Regions from separate parts of the Mus musculus genome. Here regions 1, 2, 3, 4 and 5 are each linked to region 6. A link is a contact called in public HiCAR-type and promoter capture Hi-C data. All regions are on one chromosome and are shown on one strand. Each heading gives the region's core, a stretch centred on a gene start, on an enhancer-like site or on the middle of the called end of the contact. The rest is flanking DNA. Distances are from core to core; before and after follow the strand shown. Region 1 holds the start of Fancl (Fanconi anemia, complementation group L). Region 2 holds the start of Vps54 (VPS54 GARP complex subunit). Region 3 holds the start of 5730522E02Rik (RIKEN cDNA 5730522E02 gene). Region 4 holds the start of Aftph (aftiphilin). Region 5 holds the start of Ugp2 (UDP-glucose pyrophosphorylase 2). Region 6 holds the start of 1700030C12Rik (RIKEN cDNA 1700030C12 gene).

What was found. Promoter capture Hi-C pulls out the DNA fragments that hold promoters and counts their contacts. HiCAR-type assays count read pairs that join an accessible place to other places.
Region 1: a contact with region 6 is called in a promoter capture Hi-C map of pre-B cells, with 5 times the contacts expected there. The contact joins the promoter of Fancl here to the promoter of 1700030C12Rik in region 6. A contact is called at or near these places in 2 of 39 promoter capture datasets (cranial neural crest and pre-B cells) and 1 of 484 Hi-C or Micro-C datasets (CD4 T cells).
Region 2: a promoter capture Hi-C map of pre-B cells shows a contact between it and region 6, with 2.3 times the contacts expected there. The contact joins the promoter of Vps54 here to the promoter of 1700030C12Rik in region 6. A contact is called at or near these places in 3 of 39 promoter capture datasets (hippocampal neurons, liver and pre-B cells).
Region 3: a contact with region 6 is called in a promoter capture Hi-C map of hippocampal neurons, with 2.6 times the contacts expected there. The contact joins the promoter of 5730522E02Rik here to the promoter of 1700030C12Rik in region 6. A contact is called at or near these places in 4 of 39 promoter capture datasets (hippocampal neurons, liver, pre-B cells and 1 more).
Region 4: a HiCAR-type map of astrocytes shows a contact between it and region 6, with 2.7 times the contacts expected there. The contact joins the promoter of Aftph here to the promoter of 1700030C12Rik in region 6. A contact is called at or near these places in 2 of 39 promoter capture datasets (liver and pre-B cells), 1 of 115 datasets of contacts at active chromatin or transcription factors (astrocytes) and 1 of 9 other capture datasets (liver).
Region 5: a contact with region 6 is called in a promoter capture Hi-C map of liver, with 2.3 times the contacts expected there. The contact joins the promoter of Ugp2 here to the promoter of 1700030C12Rik in region 6. A contact is called at or near these places in 2 of 39 promoter capture datasets (liver and pre-B cells), 1 of 484 Hi-C or Micro-C datasets (uterus), 1 of 115 datasets of contacts at active chromatin or transcription factors (astrocytes) and 1 of 9 other capture datasets (adipose tissue).

Annotation. Positions count from the first base shown.
Region 1 is chr11:26,385,010-26,389,579 of GRCm38.p6, forward strand. It overlaps Fancl (Fanconi anemia, complementation group L), which reads left to right and starts at 2,075. Exons shown (of 14, transcript NM_025923.3): 1 at 2,075-2,301. The coding sequence starts at 2,206.
Region 2 is chr11:21,237,100-21,241,416 of GRCm38.p6, forward strand. It overlaps Vps54 (VPS54 GARP complex subunit), which reads left to right and starts at 1,933. Exons shown (of 23, transcript NM_139061.5): 1 at 1,933-2,272.
Region 3 is chr11:26,207,528-26,211,970 of GRCm38.p6, forward strand. 5730522E02Rik (RIKEN cDNA 5730522E02 gene) reads right to left here and starts at 3,049. Exons shown (of 6, transcript NR_027973.1): 1 at 2,964-3,049.
Region 4 is chr11:20,738,963-20,743,754 of GRCm38.p6, forward strand. It overlaps Aftph (aftiphilin), which reads right to left and starts at 2,594. Exons shown (of 10, transcript NM_001290545.1): 1 at 2,344-2,594. Gm46272 (predicted gene, 46272) reads left to right here and starts at 1,670. Exons shown (of 1, transcript NR_168691.1): 1 at 1,670-4,427.
Region 5 is chr11:21,368,834-21,373,147 of GRCm38.p6, forward strand. Ugp2 (UDP-glucose pyrophosphorylase 2) reads right to left here and starts at 1,796. Exons shown (of 10, transcript NM_139297.6): 1 at 1,354-1,796. The coding sequence starts at 1,372.
Region 6 is chr11:23,496,191-23,500,761 of GRCm38.p6, forward strand. 1700030C12Rik (RIKEN cDNA 1700030C12 gene) reads left to right here and starts at 1,571. Exons shown (of 3, transcript NR_166706.1): 1 at 1,571-1,721; 2 at 2,272-2,395; 3 at 3,196-3,473. It overlaps Ahsa2 (AHA1, activator of heat shock protein ATPase 2), which reads right to left and starts at 1,849. Exons shown (of 9, transcript NM_172391.4): 1 at 1,585-1,849; 2 at 501-691. The coding sequence starts at 1,664.

The sequences.
Region 1 (4,570 bases), core at 825-3,324, 2.9 Mb after region 6:
GAAAACTTTGATGTTCCCAGTACACAGCAAAACAAACAAACAAACAAACAAACAAACAAACAAACAAACCAAACACAAGACTCTATCTAACCCAAAGAACAGTAGCTGCTAGATCAAGTACCACAGTAGCATCTTTTTTTCAATAAGTTAAACAGTAAAAAAGCCTTTAAAACGTTGTACAAGTTTCCCATGGGTAAAGTTGTTTTCTTTTGCATTTCATTTCTATTTAGCATGAGCTGAGAAAAAAATTCTATTTCAGACACTTTAGGAGGACATGAGGAATTAATGCTGGGTTAAAATGATACATGATGAAAATCCAGAAAAATAAAAGAGTACATAAATTTTCAGACAAATTAACAAAAGCATAAAATTTGTTTAGTACAATTTCTATGGCATATAAAACTAACAAACTGAGATTCAATGCAACATAGAAACCTTTTTTTTTTTTTTTTTTTTTTTTTAATAAGACAGTATGACTATACTAAGGAGGTATGATCTAATAGTTACAAACTGGGGCAATTTTAGCAATTCATATGTAGCTTCTTTTCCCTGTCCTTGCCTCTTCAGAGTCAGGGAGAGTTGTTTATTCCAGGCATAAAGAAGGCAATCTGAAGTGAGTATTTCAGGAGCTGCTGTGGGGGGCCAGAGGTGATTGGATTGATCTAGGTTTTGTTGTTTATTCAAATGCCAAGGTTGTATGCCCCGAATCCCTCAGTGGTAAACTTTTGTTTCCTTAATTGTATGGTAAAAAAAAGTGTCCTAGCTCACTTACCAATCCCTTTGCTTGAAAACCCACCAATCCCTGAGATAGCCTAAAACTCAAACTTGGAGTCCCACCAATCCCCACCCTGAAAAACTCCCAAAGAATCCCTGTGTAAAGCCTGTTTCTAGCTTAGTTCTTTGCTGCTTTTTCCCCAAGCAGATGCAGCCATCCTCCTGTATTTTTTCTAATAATCTTCTTGTGTGAGGTCTGTTGTATTGTGGGATTGTGTAATATTCTTTGGCTCCAGACTGCCAGGATACCTTTCTCCTCAGAGTTGCAACACTTGCATTGGGGAAACCTTTCTCCTCAGAGCTGTAACACTTGTATAAAGTTGTGTACCTTTTTTTTTTTTTTTTTTTTTTAGTGCTGACAACACTGCAATCTGAGTCACATTTTGAGAAAGTCTTATCATACTGGTTCTCCAAAAACACTTAAATTGTGATTCATAACAGTAGCAAAATTACGGTTACAAAGAAGCAACAACATAATTTTATGGTTGGGGGGGGTCACTAAGAAGGTTGCGAACCACAGTCTTAGTGTAACAAGTACAACATTCTTGTGTTCTTCAAGCATTCAGAATATTGTGACAAATTCTGCCAATCTATTAATCTTTTAAAATCCAATCTTCAATGAGGGCAATAAGAATAGGAAGAATATCTTATTCATCTTTGCACAATCTTACTTACTAACATATTACAGTGATCTTAAAAATAGTAGAATCAAAAGTGACTTATTCTAATGCCAAATTATCATATGGTAACTATTAACAAGTTTCTTACACAATCAACACCCCCTCCCCCCACGTTTTCTTAAATCTATATTTAGAAATGAGTGAATGAGTAACCATTTCTAAGTTACCAGAATGTATAGGAAATTTTGTCAGTCTACCACCTCAAGAATAAATTGAATCTCTCACAATTTCTATGGGCTTCCTTTAAATATATCTAATTAAAAACAGTACAACACTGAATCAGCATACAATATACATGATGTATTGAATGTACAATTTATTTACATATGCATTTGGTTGAAGGGTATACTGGGAGTATACAGGAGATCTAGTCCAGAGCAAACGCAAGAACAGGAGAGGTGATGGGGCAGGTTCAGGGTAAAAACAGTATGCTATGGGCACACTGTAAATGCCCTGTCAAAGTAGGAAAGTCAGCTTTGGAGTTGCATCAGTCTTCAATGAAATCAACAAGAGGATTTTGCTAGTTTTATTTTTTGACAGTCAAGGTCAGAATAATCCTGAACCGTCAGGCCTGTGGACTTGTGAGTGATCTTCCTTTCTCCTGCTTTCTCCTGCTACTAAGCAGACCAGTTGGCCCAGTTCATTGTCCAGGTCAGGGCAGCGTACCCACCAGTTAGTTTTTCCCGCCGAAGCGGGTTTCCGCCCCGTCCCTTTGCAGACTGCGCATGTGCGGCGGCCATTCCTGTGCGCCATGGACGAAGCAGAAGCAAGCCTGTTGCGCCATTTCCCGCTGCTACTTCCTCAGAACCGGGAGAAAACTGTGTATGAGGGATTCATTTCGGCTCAGGTACCCTGAGGGGTCGTTCTGTCGCGCGAGAGCCTGTCACTCGTGGCAAAGCCTGACCGCGGCGTCTCCGGCTGCCTGGCTGGGAGAGTGTAGCAGAGCCTGGAGAAGTAGCGCCGATACTCTGCGCATGCGCGGTCGCTAGGTGGCGACGCCGCGCGACACAGGGTGGGCGGGGCGGCTCGCCGGTGCCTGGCTGGTGGTGGAAGAGGGAGGTGCAGTTCTGTAGGTCTTAACCAGAGTTCATCACGGCGGTGTGTTACTACACTTACGATTTTGATTTATAGAGCACTCAGGGTCCACTATTAAGCCGAACCTACACAAACAGAAAAATCCAAACCCCATTATTTTATAGTTGAAATCAGATCCTGGGAAATCTAGAGAGACTACCTTGACTATGATGGTGTCAGTTACCTCTGAAACTCTTACTGTTTAGAAAATCTCACCCCAGCGGGCCCCCCCCCCCCCCCCCCCATGGTACAACAAATTACCTTAATTTAAGATTTTGACTATGGACTTTTCCTCTGAATATTAAACTCAGCTACGTGTAACTTGCCCTTTAATGACAGGAGTCATTAATTTCCACGTGTGTTGAAGCAACAACCTCTAGAATGCTGAGCAGATACCAGATTTTCTAAATAGTAACACTTGTCCCTAAACATTCCTGGGAGTTAAGAAAATTCTCTGTGATAAATATACACACAGGAAGCATGGACTTCCTTAGGGATTTTCAAACCATGTGAACCTTTAAAGAATGGCTAAAATTTATTATAGATGGAAATGAGTTAGCCACCTTTTGCTTAACTGTTGAAATATCCAGTTAAAATGTTTTTCACATTTACAGAAACATTCAGAAACGTGAGAGAGAGAGAGAGAGAGAGAGAGAGAGAGAGAGAGAGAGAGAATGAATTTGTGCGCATGCATGTGCACATCTGTTCTGGGAATTGAACCTGCAGCCATTCACATGCCAGGCAAGTGTTGCACAGGACAGGCAGAAACAAGTGTTTCACATCACTTGTCTGTATCTCCAATAGCACTTTAGAAAACAATTATAGCCATAAGATTAGACCGGAAATACGTTAGCCTTCGATGTAGGTAATTTCTAATTTTTTATTCCTTAAGCATGCCTTTGAGTCTTAAGCACTGTCTAAAAGCTATCCAGCACAACTGATTTTATCCTGAGTGTGATTGTGGTTGGTCCTGTGCACACACTTACCTTACCCTTTGAGATTAAATCATAGATACGTTTCTTGCTGTTTTATCTCTAAATAATTTAGCACTCATTTCATAAAACAAGGGTCCACTCAAACCTAACCTCAGTACAGTTACTACAACTGCTATGCGGTGTAAAATTTCATGGAGTATTTAATTATCTTATCTCTTCTTTTGGAGCAGTTCTTAGTCTGTGTTTTTATTAACTTGAATTTTATTTTTAAGAGTTAAGCTTATTAGGTTTGATATTTTCTCACCATTGAATTCTGGGAATGTGTTTGGGCAGGGGCATCCCAGAAACTGTCCTGTGTTCCCTTCAAGGCACATGAAGTCAACTACTCCCAGTGTTGATATTAATAATGCCAGTTACTAGGTTAGTGTGGCTTCTGCCAGATCTTCTTTTGAAATTAACGAGTACTTTTCGGTGAGGTTCTTTGGGCCATTACACATTCACTTATATACTGCATATTCATTCATTCATTCATTCATTCATTCATTTTAGTTCCATTTTTCCCATTTATTTATTTATTTATTTATTTCTTCACTTACTTTACATCCTGATTACTCTCCCCATCCCCCCCATAGCCCCCCCCCCTCCTCTTCTCCTCTGAGGAGGGGAGCTGCTCCCTTCTGCCCAGGAACCAGCCCACCCGGCACCTACCTGAAGCCATTGCAGGACTAGACACATTGTCTCCCACTGACATCAGACAAGGCAACTCAGTTAAGGGAACAGGATCCACAGGCTGGCAGCAGAGTCAGGGGCAGGACTCTTTCCAGTTGTTGAGGGACTCATGTGAAGACCAAGCTGCACTTTTCTTAAACATGTGTGTATGGAGGCCTAGATCCAGCCCATGTATGCCCTTTGGTTGGTGGTTCAGTCTCTTGGAGCCCCCCAAGGGTCCAGGTTGGTTGAACCTTTTGGTTTTCTTGTGGAGACCTGAGTCTCTGTACCTCCAAGTCCCACAATCCTTCCTCCAACTCTTTCACAAGACTCCCAAGTTCCATCTGATATTTGGCTGTGGGTCTCTGCATTGGTTTTGTATATTTCAGATTTTCAATA
Region 2 (4,317 bases), core at 683-3,182, 2.3 Mb before region 6:
AAGGCAAGTCTGTGAGACATTTCCTCCCTTAATGACTGATGTGCGAGAGCTGGGCTAACTATGGTGGTGCAAATGGTCCTGAGTGGGATAAAAAAGCAAGCAGAGCAAGCTCTGGGATAGAAGCCAGGCAGCAATAGTGTTCTCAGGTCTCTGTTTCCGGTTGACTCTTTGCTCTGACTTCCCTCAGTGACACTATGACCTCGGAGTTGAGAGAAGAAATAAACCCTTTTCTCTTCAAGTTGTTTTTGGTCTTGGTGTTTTACCACAGCAATGGAGAAGCAAACTAGAACATGTATTTATTATTTGTTGGATGTATTCTTACCCTCTTTATTGTAGAGTTTTTTTTTTTTTTTTCCTCTTTTCTTTTTGAGATAGTCTCACATTACCCAGGCAGGCCTTGAGTGTCCCATGTGGACTCTGAGGGTGGCTTTGAACTCCTGATCCTCAAGTCTCTACTCCAAAATGCTGGGATTACAGGACTGCTCCATTGTGCCTGGCTCCATTGTAAAGAGTTGAATTCAGAAAAATATAGCGCAGGACTTTTCTTTTGGCTAATCTTTTGTGTTTTCCTTTCTCTGTGTCCTTTCTGTCCTTCAACCATACCTTTTTTTTTTTTTCTTGTTTTTTTTTTTTTTTTTTTTTTTTAGACAGGGCTTCTCTGTGTAGCCCTGGCTGCCCTGGAACTCTGTAGACCAGGCTGGCCAGGCTGGCCTCAAAACTCAGAAATCTGCCTGCCTCTGCCTCCCAAGTGCTAGGATTAAAGGCATGCGCCACCACTGCCTGACCAACCATACCTTTTTGGTGAGTAAATTAACAAAAGCTGTTAGCAATTTTCAATGACTTACTAAGACCAAGACTTGCATCAGTTTCTTTTTCCAGTTAACTACTGAGTTACATTTTCACTTTTGCTTTGTAAAACAGACTTTTGAAATGCATGAAACTTATTTGTAGGCTAAACAGTTCCAAAATGGAATAAAATCTTCATAAAGTTAAGAAAGACCCTCAAGTAATTAAGACTTTTTTTCTTATTTTTCCAGACCTTGGTGGCTCTGAGTCTCAAGACTCCTGAATCAACCAAAGGTGATTGGAGACTTATAAACATATTGTAGTCTAAGACACCCTATCTTGCAGATGGTAATTTTACTAGTAAGATCACAATTCTCTCTGAACTCAGCCTAATTGGAAATGCTGTTAGGAATCACAAATAGATTTTAATAATAAGCACACACACCCAAGTTTTTCAGATTTTTAAAGGGCAGGGACAACTGACTTATGCGCCTGAGAAATGTGACAGGTGATTGGAAGCCAGGAACTGGGGGGACAGGGTAGCCTCAAAAGGCCTTAAGTGCTGGAGGCCAGTGGGGTATCTGGAGTTGACCTTTCACCTTTGAAAGGCATTAATTTTGGAGACGGAGCCATGTTTGTTTACTATGAGGGGCTGAGGGAGTCAGGGCAGGCGGAAGCTAGGGCTTTAGTGGGTGTAAGCGGCCGGGAGTCAGTTGGTCTGGGGGGCGAGGGGTCCGCTCCCGCCCGCTCGCCAGGGAAGGCGGAAGGCAACGCTCGGCTTCTTTGGACAACCTGGGCGGGGGGGGGGAACCGTGCGAGCTGGAGCGCAGATCCGAGACGACTCCTGCCTTTACGAGGACGACAGGGGGAGGCACGGGGCAGCCACGCGGGGTCGTCCCCGCTCTGGGGTCGCTAGCTCTGCGGCGGCCGCGCCAGGCCCTGTCGGAGCTGCGCGGCGACTCCCGGTCTGGCCGCGGCCCTCCCGCCCCGGCGACGCCGCGGTGGATTGTGGGCTGGGGGCTGCGGCGGCCTGGCGGCGGCGGCGGCCTGCTGCACGCTCTCCGCGGACCCAGCCGCGCCGGGCCGGTGGCGTGAGGCGGGCGGCGGCGTGGGGAGCTGAGGCGCCGGGGGCGGTGGTCGCGGCGCGGCGGCGGCTCCCCTGGAGGCCGGGGATGTGGGAGAGGCGGCGGCAGCAGCGGCGGAGGCGGCGCTGCGGACCCGGGGGAGACTGCTGGCTGACAGGACACCCGGGCGAGACGTGAGGGGCCCGCCGCGGCCGCTCTGCCCCCGAGCGGCGCTGGGCTCGAGAGGGCGGCCCTGTGCTCCCGGGCCCGCCGGCCAGCAGGCGCGGGGCGGAGGCGGGAACCGGGCTCGGACCCGGCGCGCAGGGCGGCGGCGGCCGCGGAGCAGCAGTCTCGGCGCGACGTGGAGGGATGGAGGCGGCGGTGCACTAGGCCTCGTCTGGGGCTGCCGCCCGGGACCGCAGGTAGGTGCCGGGCCCGCGCTTCGCGGCCACCCTCCCCCGACCCGGTGACCGGCGGGGCGGCGGGACCCCACCCCCTCCGTCTCCTCGGGGCTTGGAGCTGACAGAGTTTCGGAGCCGGTGACCGAGCCGAAGCTTCATCCTCCCCGCCACCACCACTTCCTTCTCGGCACTCCCAGGATCCGGGCCGGCAGCTGTGCCCCAGCCCCGGCCGGCGTCCGCAGGTGCCGCCCCAGTCCCCTCGCCCCTCTCCGGAATCCGGGACCAGCAACTTCCATCAGTCCTTGTAGACGCGGAGCCCAAACTTTCCCTGTCTCCTTTCAGCCAGGCCTGAACCCCTCTTGGAGCCTTCTAGAATAAAAACACCGCCCCCCCACCCCCCCGCCCGAGAATACTAAACCAAAGAAGAACTCGGCATTGTGCAGTTTTGCATTGTAGTTTAAATTATTTTATTTCTTTCAGTTTTGCTAACTGCTGTCTGCAGGGATACAAAGACAGGCCTTCCCTGTTCCCTGTGGGTTGTCTGGGAACTTTTGCCTGACCATTATAATTAGCTACTTGGCCTGTCCGTGTATGGCTTAGGGTGACTTTTTTTTTTTTTTTTTTAAAGAATTTTGGCCTATTAGAGTTACAAAGTGTTTCTTAAAATACCTTTTTAACCAAGTTTGGTTTTTGGTCCTTATAGAGACGTCTTTTACTTTCGAAGAATTAAATTGGGCTACTTCTGTTTTCTAATTGATTTAATTTCGGGTTCTCAAACTCAGGTCAGTCTTAATACATGTTCAGCGGGCAGGGGATATTATGATACGCTGTTTGTGGTATATGGAGAAGAAGGTGATAACTTATGCTGCAGGTCTTGATGGGCATTGAGTTTTATAAATGGGAGCTCTAATTGGAAAACTATTTGACTCCCTAGCAGTTTGGCTGGAACAGATGTAATGATAGGATATGTCTGACTGTATGTAGTACAGTGAGTTGGGTTTCCTAGAAGTGGGTATTGGTGCTCTACACTAATTATCATTAGGTAAAATTGGTCACTTTGTACTTGATAGTTGTAGTTTAGGATGTTAGATGCTAACTTTTGTATTGTCTTTTGGCTAGTTTTAAACTGTGTTCTGGCAACCTTAGAACTGTTACTATAAGTACCAGTCTGTTCACAGTAAAACTGTACACACTATCCGTGTGTTGTTGTTGACACTCATATAATTTGTTCTTGTGGTATTGCTGCTACAGCATTTGGCTTTCTAAAATGTTTTTCATTGTTTTCAAAATTATAACTGGCAAAGTTATCTAGAGTTTACTAGGAACAGAGGATTAAATTTGCATGTATTTGTGTTCTGGAAAAGCTAAATTATATTTCTGAATAAGAATTTTTATTACAATTAGATCTTATATAAACCATGAAAGGACAATTTGCAGAACCTATTCTTAATTAACTATTAACTTTTTTCCCCTACTCTTTTTAAAAACAGCTTTGTGGAGTTAACATACTGTAAAGTTCACCCATTTTAACCCAGTGGTATTTTGGTTTTACCTTGTTAAGTAAGCTCTGCTGAAGTTTTAATCCAATGCCTTGTGACTGTAAGAAAGGGACTCTCCACCAGCGATGACCAGTGCAGTTGGTTGTATTTCCTATGTGATCATCCCCATATATTATTGTGAACACCCTCTTCTCAACCCTTCTCTTCTCCTAATTTTTTGCCTCACCCCTACTGTTCTCCATGAAGCGTTAATCTACTTTTTAAATTTATTTACTTAATGTGAGTCTTTCACATAAATGATGTGAAATTATAGCTTTTTGAAAAATTATTTTAAAGTCAATATACATACATACATATATACATATATATACATACACACACACACACACACACACACACACATATATATATACATATATATATAAAAATTGGGCCAGGGAGTAAGATCCCAATCTCAGAAAAAAAATATTGTAAACAACTGATAGACTGTATGTGGAGGAAGACAAGAAGCATGAGTCACTTTGGTCTTAAGAGTATTGGTGAGGTAAGGGTCAGCCAATGAAAAGT
Region 3 (4,443 bases), core at 1,799-4,298, 2.7 Mb after region 6:
ACCGTCCATGATCTGGAACACCATTCCTTGGCTTTTGATCATACTACTTAGTCTTGGTTTTAAAGATATAAAAGTCTACTAATTCTCTTCAAGTTAGAGAAACTTGCAAACTGCACACACTCAATCATGTCATGGGTAAAGAGATATATACATGGCTTCAGAAGGAACTCAGTTCTCTAGGCCCCCAAAGGAGGGCTATGAATTTCAAGCTCAGTAGTGATCCAGTGTCTCCTAGAGCTTTTTTATGGAAACCTAACAATTCTTTGGTTTGGGTATATCTTTGTTTGCATTAATACCTGCCAGCCAACCGACTCAGTTCCAGTGAGGTTCCACCTAAAACACTGTACATACCTCTCAATTAATTGTGTGGCTGAGTGGATAAACTTTAACTTTCTCTAGTGATTTCACCAGCATTACTAATATATTAATTGCCAACTGCTGAGATTACAGAATGATTACTGATGATTCCCAAATCACCAGGATTACAATGACCTTGGAATGTGTTACAAATTTCAAGAAAGGCAGGAAAAAATATATACTCTATAGATTTAATAGTGTAGTCTACAGACTGATTCTAAGATATGCCGATCACAAAAAAATATTCCTCACAAGGCATCTTGAGGCAAAGCCTAGGTTTTCACTGTCCCTAGCTGGCAGCCCCACAAGCCTTCAATGGAGGTCTGAATGTCATGATTTACTGTGACCATAACAGAAAGGCACACAGAAAGATAAGAGGGTGGAGGTTCTGATGATGAGCAAGAAGCCCTTAACATGTGCATGTCGTGTGTATTTCCTCTTTATGATGCCACCTCTTATTGTGTATCCTTTTGCATGTTGTAAATTCCTTAGCCAGACAGTTTTGCAACCTCAACTCATAAATGTATTGAATATCTTTTTTTATAGAAGGATCTAGCTAACCTTTTGGTTAAAAAAAATAAAAAACTAAAACCATAATGAATATTGATTAACCTTGAGAGCAAAAACATAAACTTAAAAACAATTCCTAAGTCCAAGATCCAGTTTAGCAATGTGCTAATAGCCCATAATGAAGATAGAGTCATAAGTTAATCAACCCATTAAGTTGAGATCAGAAGTGTCAACTCAAGTAGTCTACTAATTTACTGACCCTTAATGGGTCAGCAAGATCTATAATCCCAAGGCTGATCTTTTTGCCTCCACTAACATCACTTTAGAAGCCAAAGCACTTCTTCCCAGGTTGATGATCTCTGACACGGTATGAGCAGGAAGTCAACATAAAATCCATTTGTGAGAAGGAGTTCAGGGCTACTGAGTAATGGAATCTCGAGCTAACTAGTGTGGGAAGTATCTGGTAGTAGCTCCGTATGAAGCACCAGCTTTGTTTTTCTTATGTCCACACAACTGTGAAAAATAAACATGAACAGTCTTCACTGAGCTGCCATCTCCAGCAAGTCCTGGGCTGAGTTAACAAAGGTTTGTCACCGGTCAGTTCCTGTCCCATTGAGAAAGTAAATCTTAGTTTTGGAAATTTCCATTGCCACCCTCCAGACACCACCCCCCCCCCAAAAAAAAGGACCTGAGAAGCAACACGGTAAGGTGAAGGATTGAGTGTCAATGAACCACTGGGAAGTAAATCTTGCTTTATCAAAAAAGAACTGACTTTGGCTGAAGCATGCATGGTTGCTTTGTTCAACCTTTATATGATTTTTGCAAGTTAATCTATTAAATGAGTATCAATTAGAATTTTTGCCACCTTCAAGAGAAAAGGGGGGGGGGATTAGACTATGTCTTATTCCAGATGGGCCAGCAAGAAGTGTAATAAAAATTATGATTAGACACTTTATGGCTTGGAGTATAGCTCAGGGGTGGAGGAGCACTTGAGTAGTATGCACAAGGCCCTGGGTTCAATCCCCAGCAAAAATAAATGATTAATTCCATTGGATCTTATTTGTTAAAAAAAAAAAAAAACTATATGCAATTGCAATAACAATACAAGACTATTTTAACGTCATCAGCATTTTCTTTCTGGATGATAAAGCAATTCACTGTTCCATAATCTGCAGAGTAACCTGTCAGCAGTGAGATGTCAGACTCAAAAGACACATAGAAGCAAACAGATGCCCTTCTCTGCCCAGCAGACACCATCCGCTGTCATTTCTCCCCCAAACAGGACAGAGATAGGCACAGGATTAACTAAGGTCCCGAAAAGGCTGAACAAGTAAAAGGAAAAAGGCAAACAACTGGACCCACTAAACATTAAATGGGGTCTGTGGACAGGAAAATTGAGAGCTTGACAGACCCAAGGATTGCTTTTTATCTCTAAACAGGAGATATGTCAGCTATACGCACGGTGCTTGAAGGATTCCTTAAAGAAAACCCTCTTTTCTGAGAACAGAGAGCCTCTCCGTTGTTGGTGACAGCGCCTTGTATGTTTCCCTACCTGTCGCCTTTGTTTTCCTATCTTCTAAAAGGGCTGCACCAACCTCCTCACAAAGACACTAGCCTAAGAGCCTGGGCAGGAGCAAGAGTTATGTCCCTTGGTTGGAAAAGTGAACCCTGGGGCCACAGAGGCGAGGGTGCAGAGTCCTTCTTTGGTTGGCCAGTGGGCGGTGACTGCTTGCACCCACTCAGGCCCGAGGCCAGTTTGGGGGACGCGAGGGAAATAGGGGAAGCGAGGGGGCCAGATTAGGGACGGGAGGCGGGGATCAGGCCAGAGGGAGGCCGCCGTGGGGGCGGCGAGCCGAGGGGTGCAGGCACCCTGCGCGTACAGCGGCGCTCAGCGGGCTCCGGGCCACAGCTCGGGGCGGCGGGGACGGCGGAACAGCAGGGGCAGGCGAGCCCCTGCGGAGGCGGAGGGCCCAGGGCGCCCGCGGTCGCAGGGCCTCGCGGCGGCGGCGCCAGCTGCGCGGGGCGGAGGCGGGGGCGGCGCGGGGGCGCGGGCGGCGGGAGCGAGCGCGGAGGCCGCGTGGCGCCGCGTCACTTACCGGCCAGGGCGCGGGGCGGTCGCCGAGTCCTCGGGGCGCGCAGCCCGGTGTGCTCGCTCCGCCATGATTGCTTTGTTTCGCTAATTGAACCCGCGCTCGTCCCGCGCTCGCGCTCCCCGCTGCCCGGTCCCCGCGCTCGCTCGCGCCGATTTGTCTGTCTTTCCCTCTCGGTCTGTTCGGCTCTGCTGCGGCTAGCTGTGGAAGGCGAAGTTGCGGGTGCACGGTGCGGGGAACGCGGTGGTGGGTTTGTAAATACAGGTGAGGCGATCCCCAAATCTCGGCTGAGGTGTACTTGCTGGGGGTGGGGGTGGGTGCTTCTCACCCTCCCCCACGCAGGAGAGTAGCCTCCGTGGAAAGTGCCAGAACATGTACCTCTGCTCACCCCTTTCTTCCCGCCAAATTCTTAGCCACCCAAGTTCTCTGGCACATATGGACTCCACAGGAACTATCTACGTTTACTTCGAAAACCTCAAATATAAGTCCTGTCAGGCTATGGAAGGACTGCTGAACCAAGGGGCATATGGTCACTCCAAGTGACCTTCTGGAGCTACTTCAACTCCACCAAAACAAAACAAAACAAAATTCAAACTAGACCATGGGAAGTCCCACAGGAGCTTGAGGGCTCAGCTTGCCATTTCTGAAAGTACTAGTGCCTGGGACACTATTGTCCAAGTATAGAATGAGTTTAAAACTTTAGAAACATATGTTAGTATGGGAAGAAAAACTTAAGCCCATGTTCCATATCTGGTTAAGTGTGCATTAAATACTAGTTTTGACTATAGTTAATACAGACATTAGTTGGCTTAGAGTGATGTGATTTGGGGAAATAAATAAATAAATTTGGGGAAATAAATCTGAAAGAAATTTATGTCTAGGCTTATGGCCTCATTGAAAAGGCTAGTCTTCCATTCTCACTTCTATCCATACTACAATGTTGAGACCAAAACCTTTCAGTGTTCGAATTATTATCCATATCTTGCTGTAAAATCCACCTTTTATGTTATTCTTGTATCAGTCTCATTACAAAAAGTTACTGCCTTACCCATGTTTCTTTTTTTTTCTATAGAGGACTCAAAAATATCGCCCATAAGTTTGGATCAGACATTTACAGATAACATACAGATTATATGGGGACAAGAGCCATATCCAATCAAGACAAACAAATAATGTTTATTTGGTTAGTTGCTTTCCATGTCCTAACCCTATGATCAGTTAGTAGGCAGGTAAGCATTTGGACTAAAAGTAGATGAAATCATATTGTCAAGAAAGGAGAAAGCCCCCAGCACGCATTACGTTAATCCATTCTTTCAGAAAGATTCATCCCAAGTTGGAATCATTTTCCCCTACATATGATGGTTGTTAACAATCTCACCACAGTTTTTAGTGTTTCCCCAAATTCTACCTTAAATCTAACTTTATGAAACACATGCTCACTTACACTTCCCCAAGGAAGTTTCTCCTCTTGGCTTCTCTACTGGCT
Region 4 (4,792 bases), core at 1,344-3,843, 2.8 Mb before region 6:
AGAAGTTGGTTCTCTCCTTCCACCATATGGGTCTTAGGAATCAAACTCAAGTCACATCAGGCTTGGCAGCAAGTACCTTTAATTCACTCAACCATCTCACTGACTCATGAAAACATTTTTAAAGTATCTTGTTGGGCTAGGGACCCGGCTCACTGGTACAGTGCCTGCCTAGAATGCATAGGGCCCTGAGTTCATGCCTCAGCAACACAAAACAAACGGAAAAGTGTAAGGATGTAGCTTACAGGAAGCAATATGTATCAATGTTAGCAATTGTTATACAAAGCTGCAAAAGTGTATGCACATACACATGCATATACTAAATTAGAAAAGTTAATTACCAAAATACCATACATAAAATTCGGTTGCTGAATGTTTTCAAAATCACATTAAAAAAACCAAAACCAAAACCAAAAAAACAAAAATGAAGTTTAGATTGTGAAGTCTTTTTGACCTACATAACAAGGAACTGAAAGTGCTTAAAGAGAAAAGGCTTTTATTTTTTAATCTACAAATTGATGAAAGCTGGACATGATGGCATATATCCAAGTGCTTGAGATGCAGAGACAGGAAGATAAGGAATTTGAAGGTAGCTTCAGCTACATATGAGCTACATGAAACCTGCCTCAAAAACTAAAAACAAACTGCTGGTAACATTAAATTAGAACATAAACATTTAACTTAGATAATTCTTGAGGGTTTTAAAGTATCTAAATATGCAAGAGACTGCTATGAGACTTGAGGGGAAGGCTTGTCAATTCCTCAATGAAATGCTATTTAATAATTCCTTTTCAATTAGATTTCACAAAAAATAAACTACAAGTACTCAACTTTCACAGCTTTTTGCATCTAGCTTTTTATTAACTATAAGCAGGACAGCTTAAAAATAACTTTAAAATAATGTTTTATAGTAGAATCACCTAGATTGTGAGTTTTCATAGACAATTGGGTTCTACAAAATTTACCAATGCCATTATGGATATATCTTTGTGGAATTATTTTCATTATAGCTTCTAGGTCAAAAGATCAGATAACATTAAATTCAAGTGCCCTACATATTATGAGTCTTATTAAATTTTTTCCAGGAGCTTTTTAATGATTTAAAAATATGTCTCTAAACATCAATAGATAAATCTGATACACTATATCTAATAAGAATCTAGTAAGTGCTATTTACTGATCTAGAAATTACAATGCTGGATCTAACTTGCTATTCGTGTGAGAGATATCCATGTATATGGCTACCATAGGTACTTTGTTTTAACAAATACACTTCTGGAGAGTGTTAAAAATGATCCCTACAAATGCCAACGTTTAGAAACTTATAAAATATGGTAAACTAGGCTGCTTATATCAACGCATTAGAGTTGAAGCAGAGTTCCCCCTAGAGTTTAGTATATATTTCTCTAATAGTTCAACAAATGTAAAATCTGATTTGAACCTTTCCAAAGTTCCTATCCCCACCACTATCCCCCCCCCGCAAAAAAAACACCTCGTGAAAGATATTTATGCCCTGAAGTTTGAGTAAAGTTTTACTTCTTTTAGTAAGAACTCTGAAACAGAACCAACGCTCCTTTGACGCTCCCTGCCCCCTCCCCGTTAATATTTACATGTATGAGTCAGTTCTTTCCTCAACCGCAACAGATTCAGATTCAGAGGGACATCACGCTATAACTTGAATAAACCAACAAGGTGGGGGCGGTAGGAAGCACAACTAGTCTCCGTTTCCAAAGGGAAAAAGAACCCACCACCGTTCACCCTCTGTCCCCGGCAGCACCTGCCACGTCGGGAGCTTAAAGAATAATGGCTCAACTTTCGGACGCAAGGAGGGAGAAGACACAGATAATTTCCTGAGGAGTGCCTAAAAGGTCCTCTCCGCAAGGGACACAGCTCTGGGCCGTCTCTGTCCGTTGGAGCATTCAGAGACCCTTCGAGGCGGCACAGTCCTGCAGCAGCCGGCCTCGGGCCTCCGCGAGGCAGACAGTGTTTACACCTGTCACGAGGGAGGTGGGAGCAGGAGGACGCCGGAGCGGAGCCCCAAACTTCTACACAGCGGCCGGGAGGGAACCCCGGCGCGCAGCTCGGGGCGGGTGGACGGCGAGAGGCAGGGCGGGCCACGGCGGCCGGGAGGGCACGGCTGGCTCTCCTCGGCCGAGCCTGGGATGCCGAGCGCCGTGCCACTCGGCTTCGGGCGCTGCCAGCGGCGTTCCGCACCCGCGGAGAAGAGCAGAGCCCGCGCCGGAGCTCGCAGGCCCGCACGCGGGCCGACGCGGGCAGGCGCTCCAGGCCGGGGCGACTAGCCGGGCCGGGTCCTCCGCACCCCGGGAGCGCGGCGGCAGCACTCACCTGGCTCGTCCCGGGCGGCCGCGATGGGCATGGCTCGGCGGCCCGGGGAGGAACTGGCTCCCCGGGGAAGGACCGGTTACTCGGACGCTGAGCTGGTGAGGGCGGAAGGGGAGCTGTTCCCAGCCCTGTCAGCGGCGCGGCGCCATGGACGCCCACCCGGAGTTTCAGCGCTGCCGCGGGACCCCCATCCCACTACCCTCCGCCCTCTTCCGCCGCCGCCGCCGCCTCCGCCTCCTCCTCCTCCGCGGAGACCCCCGCCCACTCCACACACTCTCCCATCATGCAGCGGGGAACCGCTGCTGTCCATACGTCACTTCCGGGCGCAGGTGGCTAGGTCGGGGCCGGGCGCTGGTGGGTGCCGGGGTGGGGGAGGACACTCCAGGGGAATTAGTGTCACAGACTTCTTACTTCTGCGCAGGCGCCGTCGTGTGGAACGACGTTCGCCATTTTGGTTGCGGGCAAACGGTCTTTTTTCCGTACTCACTGAAGTGTGGGCTGGGGACGTCCTCCCTCCCCTCCCGACCCTCTGAGGCAGCGCTCCGGGCCACAGACCTGAGCTTCTCTCCGCCCAGTACTTTCCCGATGAGCCGGGGAGAGGGTTAAGTTCCGCCTTGGAATAAAACTGCAGACGTATGGAAATACGGAACCAGATCTCTGCTGAAAAACCGGCTGGACAACATTCAGCAGCTTGTCCTTTTTGCCCGGAATAAAAGACTTTCATTCCCTTCCCTTTTTATGTAAGCCAACAAAAGAGGAAGCTGTTATTTAACAAACGAGAAGTGATTGTCCTACTTAAGACGAGAAGTCAGCAGGCAAACTAACAAATGGTCTTCTACAAAAATCAGTCCAGAATTGTGTTGGTGTTTGGAGAAGATGATCATTTTCATACATCTTTCCAATCAACTTGTGCATTTGAGCGATTCTATACAATAGAGGTCATAAGAGGTTTTTGTTTCCATCGGTTCCTGAGCAATTGGTCTTTTTTTAATAACATCTCCCCGTCCTTTATTATGACTCTGTTAGAAACCATTCCACTGTAAAACTCAGACAAAGCTGCAGGATTTTTATTCCTGTCTCAGACGGTGAACCCTGGACTCTACCCTACAAACCCTGAGCCCTGCCGGGTTCTCTTTCTGCCCACGCTGAATTATTTAAAATAGTTCCCAAACCGCAAAGCTCAGCAGTAACCGAAAGGAACAAGGACTGAAAACACCCGTCATCTCAGAGAACTGTCTAGCCCTTTGACTGGAGGAATTACACACGTTGAAAAAGATAAGGACAATAGCAATTCATCATGGTTTATCCTGCCTCTGCAATGTTCTAGACAAATTAACTTGAAGAACTAAAATAGACCCTCATTTGTCTCCTCACAATTCAGTCATTGCAAGATAACAGAGACTGCATTGCTGCTTTGTGGTTATGCTGAATATTTTTGTTATTGGCCAGTCACTGAAGTGAGAAAAATCTATATGGCTTGTCAAATTTATTCCTTTTGTATTTCGCCCCCTGCTGGTGTAGCTCGTGTGCAAATTAAAAAAAAAAAGTATGTCACTGTAAAACATGTTTATTGTCTGAGAATGAAAGTAAAAAAAAATGCGTGTAAAACTGAAAATTAATTTATTTCAGACAAACATATGTTTGTTTTCACTTGATAAATCTACCAAATAAGTACTGACTAAGATCCGAAGGAAACGTTTGAATGATGATTTTCAAATAATTTAAACCAATCAAAAATGTTTAATATAGTGATTCTAAACATTAAAAGGAAACCGTGCAGTTTGGGAAAGTATCTTCCCGATTTCACAAATTATATGATTACCAAATGATTATCTTTGTTAGGTAAGTGAAGAGGCTAACTCTGTTTACTTAATTTTTTTTTTTTTAAATCCATGGAAGCTGAGTAGCTATTTGTTCAAATGACTTGGGAGCACAATCAACCTACCTGTAATTGGATACTCTTACATGTGATTATGACATTTGGCATCAAGAAAAGAAAAACGCCTGACCACTTCTAATTTTTTCTCCTATTCAGCCTTGTTAAACAACTGAAATCATAATAAATAGTAAAGTTTATACTTATATTACCCCTTTTAGTCAAATGTTACATTGTAGTGCTATTGTTTACCTCTTAGACACTCAAATTTCTTTGACCTCTAAAAGCTCTTCCAGGGGGGAGGCTCTGTGAATCATACCTTAAGTAGAGAAACCTGCATCACACACAACACAGAGGGAAAACCCCTGGTTTTCTACTTTTATTTTGAACCAGGTTCTCCTATAACCCAGGCTAGTTCTCAGCCTGTAAACTAAAGAGGATCTTGAACTGATCCCCTATCTCTACCACCCAAGTGCTGTGATTACAGGTATGTGTCACCATGTCCACTATTTTTAAATTTAATGAAGTAGATGAACTACCTCTACAATAAAGACTTTAGGAGCCCAAAGAAAGCAA
Region 5 (4,314 bases), core at 546-3,045, 2.1 Mb before region 6:
ACTTAAACACAACAATGGCGCAATGATACATTCCAGGACTGAGTTAAACATATTTGGAGTATCATCTTTTTGTACAAAACTGCCTGCTTAAATCAAATGTGTCGTCTTGAATTGCATCATGGAGATAGGAATCAGACTGAGCTTATAGCTTAGTTAATGCAAACACGTTAATTTCTTCATTTTGACACTTGTGCAGTATTTTGAAAACTGTAGAAGTACTTTAAAATAATGGGCTTTTAAAAAGTGGGTAGCAATGTCCACAGCCACCTGTGTCTTCTCGATTTAGAAACCTCTAGCTTCATGTCAACTGTAACACCAACTTCAAACATAATGGCAAAATGACATTTCTGAGCTTAGTGCTGAAGGCAGACAGGCATAACGGTCCCATCTGTTTCCATAATAATGAAGGCAGATTCCTTTAATCTAATATGAAAAACTTAAGAGTTAGTAAAGTGGGGCATAAGCCTGTATGGCATTTTCATTTCCAGGGTCAAATGATGGACATCCCTAGCATAACTTTAAAAGGAAAGGGGAAAGGTGCATGGACAGTCACTGAGGATCACGTGAAGCGGTTGCAAACTTTACTGCATGTATTAAGCAAGATGGCTGAAGCTTTCACACACTGGGGTCTGGAAGGAAAGGCTTCTTATAGGCAAACTCTATACAGTTTTGTGACAGAAGTTTAAGGCAGCACCCAATTGCAATACTACAGCTTGGTTGAGGGGTATTTGCTAAATGCATTATTTACACATATACAGATTTGAATGGTAATTTTCAAATTTAAAGAAAGCATAATCTTTCTATATTAAAAAAGAAAAAGCTAAGAGCACTGCAGCAAAGTCATTTCTCTGACTGGTATGACCTCCAGTGTCTACAAACTACTGATTTCGCAATAAATTACTCTGAGACTCAATCCACGTACACACAGAAAAGAAGTGGAGAGCTTCCTACTAGTCTTGACAAACGCATCTGCCTGTCCCTAGCCCTCTGGGTTTCCTTGTCCCACAAAGATAACTAACTTATCATCGAGTGCAAGAAGGGAACAAGAATTAATCAGCAGTCAAAAATCCTGTTTTGATTTTTACAATTACTATCCACGATGTCAGAATACTATTAAAACTGATTTTAGAAGGTAGAAATAACCCCTGCAGGGCGCAGAGGCATACAAACACGTATATGAAATGCCAACCCAATAAGTGGCGCAAAGCAGCTTAAATACCAATTTAACCAAAAAGGTCTGGCAAACGGTATCACAAATGAACACTTCCAGTTACAAACTACCCACTTACTTAGAGACTACCAATATTCAAAATCGGACGAAGCAGCCAAGAGACAGAAAGCAAAATGTCTTACCTTGTACAAATCTCGACATTTTAGGATCTTATTAAAATAATCTGGCTTATAATTTTCAATTTCTAGAATCTACGTTGTAAGGAAGGTCTCTCTCCCTTCCCTGCAACCGAAGTGTTCTTTCTCCTCCGATGTTTAACTACTTAAAGAAGAATTCGGGGGGAAAAAAAATCAAAACTAGTCTTTAAAAAGAAAAATCCTGAAGACGGAAAACTTGGTGGGACCGACTCAGCTTGGGAGGGAACTCCAGGCTACTCAGCGATCCCGACACCAACAGGGGACGACTGGAGACTCCGGAAAAGGTAAAACCAGACGAACTTAAATTTCATCAATGGAGAGGCGGACCTAGAGCCGCTTCACCGCCCTCCGGTCTCCACGCCCTCTAGGGCAGGACTGCCGCAGGCCCCCGGCCGCACCCCGAGGCCCCTCGCCGGCGGCCGTCCAGCGGCGAGCTGCTGGCGCCCCGTGTAGATCGGGAGGCGGGGAGGCCGGCGAAGGGGCAACGCAACCTTTTCTCCAGCCCATAAATAGCCGGGACTCGGAGATGCTGCGAATTCCGCACTCGGGCAGACAGCTGCCCGCGGCCTCCACTGGCCGCCCTCCCCTACGCAGCCGCTCCACACCAGGGCCCGGCTCGCCCCCTCCCTGCCCCCCGGGCCTGGCCGCCCAGACCCCCCGGGAGGCCTGGCCCTCCCTGACACGCCCTCGCCCGCCCGCCCGCCCGCCCCCTACTCTTCCACGCCCCACTGTCGGCCCCCGGCCACGCCTTTCGGAGCAGGACCCCACAAGGAGGTCGCTCGGAGCCCGGCCCGCCCCTTAAGCGACACCCACCTTCCTATTCCCTCGAGGGCTGAGAAGTTGGGGGCCTGGAATCAGGTCTCGCACGCTGCACGAGCGTGGCCGAGGCGACCTCCCCTCCGCTCCCGTCACACGCAAACACCTGGAGCCTGGCGCCAGCGTGCGCAGCCCCTGACCCTCCAGCCCGCCGCCTCCGGACACCGGAGCCCCCACTTTCGCCACACACCTCCCCTCCCCCTCCTTCCCCCCTCCCAATGCGGAAATGTCCCTACTGCTCAGAGCGACAGGCACAGCCGCCAGTCCGGAGCCGAAGTTTGCCTAAGGACCTGGCCAATGAGACACGCGGAGGTGGCAGGGGGCGGGGCGTTCGAGGCCCGAGGGAGGCGGGCGCAGAAGCGAAGGCGGGAATCCCACGCGTGGGAGCTGCACAGGCAGCAGCACGGTGCCAAGCACGTCTGTCTCTGCTTGCTGTTTGCAGATGCCACGAGCGTGTGAGAAAACCGAAGCGTGTGCTTGTGTTTGCACTCCACCAGAATTTGCCCGTTGAGGAAACCTTGAACTCCCCTTCCTCAGGGACACCAGGCTCTTCTCAAGAGGACCCAAAGGCTCTGCCACCAATTAGGGTTTGAGGAGGGTTAAGGCAACCTTTTCAGAATCAAGTAAAGGGATGGGATGTGTGTGGCTCACCAACAGGAGGAGGGCCTGGGGGCGTCGAAGGGAATGCCAAATAAAGGCTCTCCAGAAAGAGCCATCACTATTCGCCTTGCCTCGAATCCCACTCCTGGGCACGTTTGTGCTGGAATTGGGCGTTTACTTTTCTAGCCAAAGTGAAAATGACTTATTATCCTTAAGATGCTGATGATAGATCTTGAAGTCTCCAAAAGAAAGATGAAGTTAAAAGCCAGAACGTTGGCACCCGTCTGGGGACTCCCTGAGGTGTGCCCAATCACAGCTAGTCTTGCCAACCATTTAAGCCTGTAAGACTGCCTGTCTTCTTTAACATTCTCGCGTTACCCTACTTGGTTTGTCAGTTCTGTAACCAAGCACTTCCAGAAGGGTTTGAAATGTACAACATTATTCAGCCAAGGTAAATGAGAATTTCTAAATTATTCTCTAGAAAAGAGAGAGCTTTCATTATTCAGTCCTTTGGGTTCATATGGAAATGTTATTAAACAACACAGGAAAAGATAGTGTTCATGTTGCTTATGTAGAATCCAAAAACCTTAGGCATCCAAATATCTCAGCTAAGAAAATAACTTTCTCCAAATGAAAAAAATTTCTAAAATAACAAATGACGTCAGTTTAATAACGACACTTGCTCTGGAGTTTTTGCTTAGACTCTACATCCTCTCTGAACAGTAGAGAAATTGTTCCAGCAGTGAATGAACTATATTTATCAGTCAGTGTAAGCACTAAAACAGAACCAAAGACCTGGGGCTCCTCATGTAAGTCAGCCTGCAAAAACTTACGTGCAACAAGGAATCTTTAACTTTCCCAGGCTTATTATATAATAGAATGGCCAGTTATTTTTGACTTCCACAGAAGATTAACAAGGGGAGAAACGATCTTTAAATCTAGCAAAAACATTTGGTAGTTCCTAAGAATTGGCATCTTGATTTATGATTGAGTAACTACTGACACAAAGGACACAAAGAATGTTGGGCATTCACTACTTTAAAACAAGTCCCCAGAAAGTAAACCATTACCCATCTTCCGTGGTTAACTTTATAGTGAGGGGCTGACTCTTGGCCAGAAGCACCAGAGAAACCACATTTCTAAATGCTATGTTTATATAGTGCCTTGCAAATGAAATTTCTTTAGAGAGGGGCTTGAATTTAAATTCCAGATCTTCAGATAGAGTATCTCACTCCTTAAGAATGAGGAAAATAGCTCAGCTGACAAATCACGGGATAGGGATGTAAAACCTGAGGCTCTTCAGGACCATAAACCAATTGTTTGTTTCTCTCTTTACATTCAGCTCTCTCTCTCTCTCTCTCTCTCTCTCTCTCTCTCTCTCTCTCTCTCACACACACACACACACACACACACACCTGGGGGTGGGGATAGCCATGGGATGGGGTCGGAATGGGGAGTCTCTTCTGTTTGATTTTTTTCTTTTAAGAATTTTTATTTTACGTGTATTGAGTGCGCCATGTTTGTGTCTGG
Region 6 (4,571 bases), core at 321-2,820:
ACAAGATGGCTCAATGGATAAGGAACTTACTGCTGGGGCCTAGTGACTTGAATTAAATTCCTGTGTCCTTGCACCTCACATGCCCACCATGGCACACATGCCCACACACATAATAGAATTAAGACAACAAAGATAAGCTAGCAAGAGGCAAAAGCACTTGCTACCAACCAACTCTGCCTTCTACACGTGCTACGACACCCAAGTATGTGCGCACACACACAGAAATAATTTTTTAAGTTTTGAAATAATTAAACATTTTTAAGGGAAGCAGGCATCTGTGGAGGAAGGGTGGCAGGTGGCAGCTGCATTAAGGCCCTAGTCACAGATGCTGGTAAAAGGGCTTAACTGAGAAAGAACTGCCCCTCAGGCATCTAGAGTAGTGAAGTGCAGCTTTCAGAACATAGCAACACCAAGCACATCCGAACATCAGCTACTGCTACTAAACGTTAAGACTGTACACAGGGTGTCCCCAACCTGCCTCTTGCCAGGACCCCCATTACCTTTCCAGGCCAGCTTGATGTTCCACTCATAGAAGAAAATAAGCTTCCCTTTGCGGCTGTTACATGAAGCCTCACCTTCCACCTGTTTCAACTCACTGATCTCACATCGGCCAGCCTCATTCTCCATAGCAATGCCAACCAGGAGCTCTCGGAGCTTCCCCTTGGACCAAATGGTGGCATCCCGCTCTGTCCTGCCAGAGAATAGAAAGACAGGTGAATGGCCCAGCTGGTCTCCATCTGAGCAGCCAGGATGCCATCCAAACCCAGACCAGGTGAGTCCTGGTATTCAAGCAGCCTCCAACTCGCAAATGTGCTTCTCTGACGAGGTTTCTACTAGGTATCTTCTAAGCCTGTTGCTCAGTTTCTTAAGACACTATTATTCACCATATAATAATGGGTAATCTTAAAAACAATGGCCCCGGGGAAAAGGGTCCAGCAATCTCCACCCCAGGAAATGGATTGGCTAAGCTGCGGCCACCTGTAACGGTGGTAGTCATTTAAATAGCCTTAACCACAATATCAGTTATCTGGCATTTCCATATTTATCTTATGCATTCTCTCTAATGTTCTCATCTAAGGGGACAAAGAGCAGCCTGAGACGTCAGTGTCCTAATCATAGAATCCAGCCTAGAACATAATTCTTTCAGGACAGCTAAGTCATCTTATGGTGCAGTCTGGGCTCTGCTTCCCTCAGCTTTCCCCAATGCCCGCCAAAGAGGCAGACATCTCCCGGTATTCCTGAGACACAAAGGGGGGCAGATAACTAGTGCAAACTGAGACAAAGCAAAGAAAGTGAGATCCAAGTCCCTGCCTTCCTACTGCACACGGACACAGCACCGTCGGCGCACGCACGCGCACTACGCATCTCAAGGCCGAGGATGGCTGGGTGAGGGGCGACCGAGGCACAGCTGTCCGGTAGGGTGAGACAGAAGTCCCTTCTGGAGCTCGCCCAACTTCAGGAGGAGCCTGAAGCCGTAGGACCAGCGCAGTTAGGAACCGTCTCCCGCCACGGGCAGCCGTGCTGCGGCGCCGCGCGGCCCTCCCAGGAGCCCGCCCGCCTGCTCGCGCCCGGGGCCCACCGCACCAGTGCCAGTTGTTCACGTTGGTCCCGTCCTCCCGCTCCTCCACGATCCAGCGCGGGTCCCCCTGGCCCCACTTGGCCATGGCGGCGCTGACGACGACGGCCCTGGTAGCGGGAGCGCGCGGGTTTCCGGCCAGAAGGTCTGTGAGCCGATCGCCCGCAGCTCCCAGAAAGTGCCAGAAGTCCCCGCCCCGGGCCGCCCCGGCCACAGCCTGCCCCGCCCCCCGCTGTCCGCTCCCCGCAGCCAGCTCCACCCCACATCGACTCTGCCCCAAGCCCGGTTACGCCCCCAATATGCCACACCTCTGGGCGCCGCCCTCTGCAGGCTTCTCCCCCACCCCACCCCCGACTTCGCCCCGCCTCTCTGCCCTAAGACCCCGCCCTATGCCTCCTGGCGCTGTCTTCTGCTAGGCTCCTCCCCGACTTCGCCCCGCCCCCCGGTCCTAAGGCTCCGCCCTGGCCCTAGCCCTCCGCTTTGTAACCCCTGGTTCGCCTTGTTCTTGCCGCTGGCTCCTGCTGCCCAGCGAGGCTTCTGGCCAGGGCTTTCTACGAACGACCGAGACTCCGCCCAGGGCTCGTACCAGAGCGGGTTGTCCATTTTCTGAGGCCCTTGGGATGGGAGCTGCGCAGGTCCCTAAGCAGAGGCCCGCGAGGGTTTACTGAAAGAATGCTTTTTTTTTTTCCATGCAGTGATCCTCTAGAGACAAAAGATCGTGCTTGCAAGTGCCTGGGATTGTGGATACAGTTACAATAAGGGTTTATTAATTCTTTCCATCGTTTTTCACCTTCTAGCAAAAACTGAAGCCACCATCTGGAAAGTGTTTCTTAGGAGATTATTTTAACAAATAAAATAGGTAGTTCAATGGGAGATGGGGAAGGACCTGGCTGCTCTGTGCACTTGCCATTCAGTGGTCTGCTTATCAGCAAAACAAGCTGAAAGGGCTATGGTGTTTATTGGAGCTATTGCATTTCGATGTGTTCTTCGAGAAGTTACATCATTCAAACTGCTGAAGCAATGCTGTGACCCCCCCCCCCAAATCAAACGGCATTGTTAGTTCAACTGATCATACCAAAGGCACAGCTGACAGAAGGCAAGACTCTAGCGATGATTGGCGTGTACTTTGTGTGCCTACTTTTCATCCAGTTCTTCTGTTTGCTCCTGATAAAACATTTCATGATAAGATTTAGATATGTTCATTTGAACCTGACAGAAAATAAGACTTCTGAGGGTAGAAGCTGCTACAATCACTAAAATGTATAAATACCAAAATATACAAGAACTACTCCCAGTAGAAATAAATTTACTGGAATGTAACTCGATTGTGAGTCTAGGAGACCAATGGACCCTGAAGCACTCTTCAGATCTGCGATTTAAAAATGACCTCCAATAAGACATTGCAAAAATGGGAAAGAAACAATGGAAAAAGTAAAAGAGTGGGGAAGGTGGCCCCGAAAGAAACTGTCCTAGAAAAAGTACTGGGTCAATAGCTAGTGAACAAAACCATGGTGTTCCCACACCCCCTGGGGGGGGCATTTATAGACCATAACAATAATTGAGACATTTAAGCAATTTCAGATGTCCAAAGTTAATTGAAGCTTTCTTTAATTTTCAAGAAATGATAAAACAATGGAAAAAGAAAATCCTTGCCTGGCAGTGAGTCTGAAGACAGCTGATCAAAGGGGAAGAAGTCCAGCCACAGATGGAAGAGAGATGACCTGGACAGTGGGCTGCAGTGGGAAGGAAGCCATGATTTCAGGACATGAAAAGTGGAGTCACACGAGGCTCACTGGGTGCTGGTGGGAGGCAGAGGGGTGTACCCTTAAACTGTAATTGTTTGGTGTAAACAGACTGAATTTGTGTCCTTCTCCAAAACATGGGCTTGATAATTGTGCTTTTAGTTTTTTTTTTTTTTTGGTTTTTCAAGACAGGGTTTCTCTGTGTAGTCCTGGCTGACCTGGAACTCACTCTGTAGACCAAGCCGGCCTCAAACTCAGAAATCTGCCTGCCTCTGCCTCCTGAGTGCTGGGATTAAAGGCGTGCGCCACCACGCCAGGCGCTTTTAGATTCTTTGTTTCGTCTATTATTGTGAGTTTGTTCACACTCATCCACAGTCCACAGTTGAGGTGTGGAGGACAGAGGACAGCGTCCCAGAGTCAGTTCTCTGCTTCCATCATGTGGACCCCAGGAATAAGACGGCTTCTACGTACATCGTGTATATAATCTTTATCATGTGTGAAAAATCACTACATTCTAGTGAAAAAGCAAGTTTGATATGTGAAGAAGTCAGTCATATGATGCAGACTCAGGCAAGACGCCTGAGGGGACACGTGATGTTTGGAGAGAGTATAGGACTCAATGGACAGGGTGCTTCATTGGTCTTGAGTCTTTGTCAGGGTCCAGCCTCAACACAGGATCGGAGTTCTCTACTGGAAGATTCATAGTGAATAGACACAGACTACTCTATTCACTCTGAGTACAAGCTGGCAGGCAACTTTTCAAGGCTTAAAGGTTTTCTTCTCTCTCATTCCCTGCTCTCTCTCTCTCTCCCACTCGCTCGCAGCTTGAGGCGGCACACACTCTGCATTCAATTGTGTATTCTGCTTTTCTTCTGTGTGCTTTTCTTTTCTTGAACTCTCACACTCACACACACCTCTGTGTGTTCCCCTTTTACTCTCACACACACCCTCCACAAGCATTGCACACACACTTTCCTTTCACTCCCACACACATTTTCCATACACACCTCACATTCTCTCTTCACTCACTCTTCATTCACTCTCCGCATTCACCTCACTTGCTCTCTCACTCGCTCTCTTGCCTTTTTCTTGCCCCATCTTTTATTGATACTCCAAAAGCAGGTTAAAAAAAAAAGACATTGTATAATCATTGCCAAATCAAATTCAAAAGAATAACCATGTCCCACAAAGAATCAAGAACTACAATTGTTCCCCAAAATTTCAAGCTTCCCTATTCCCAGGTCAACAGACAA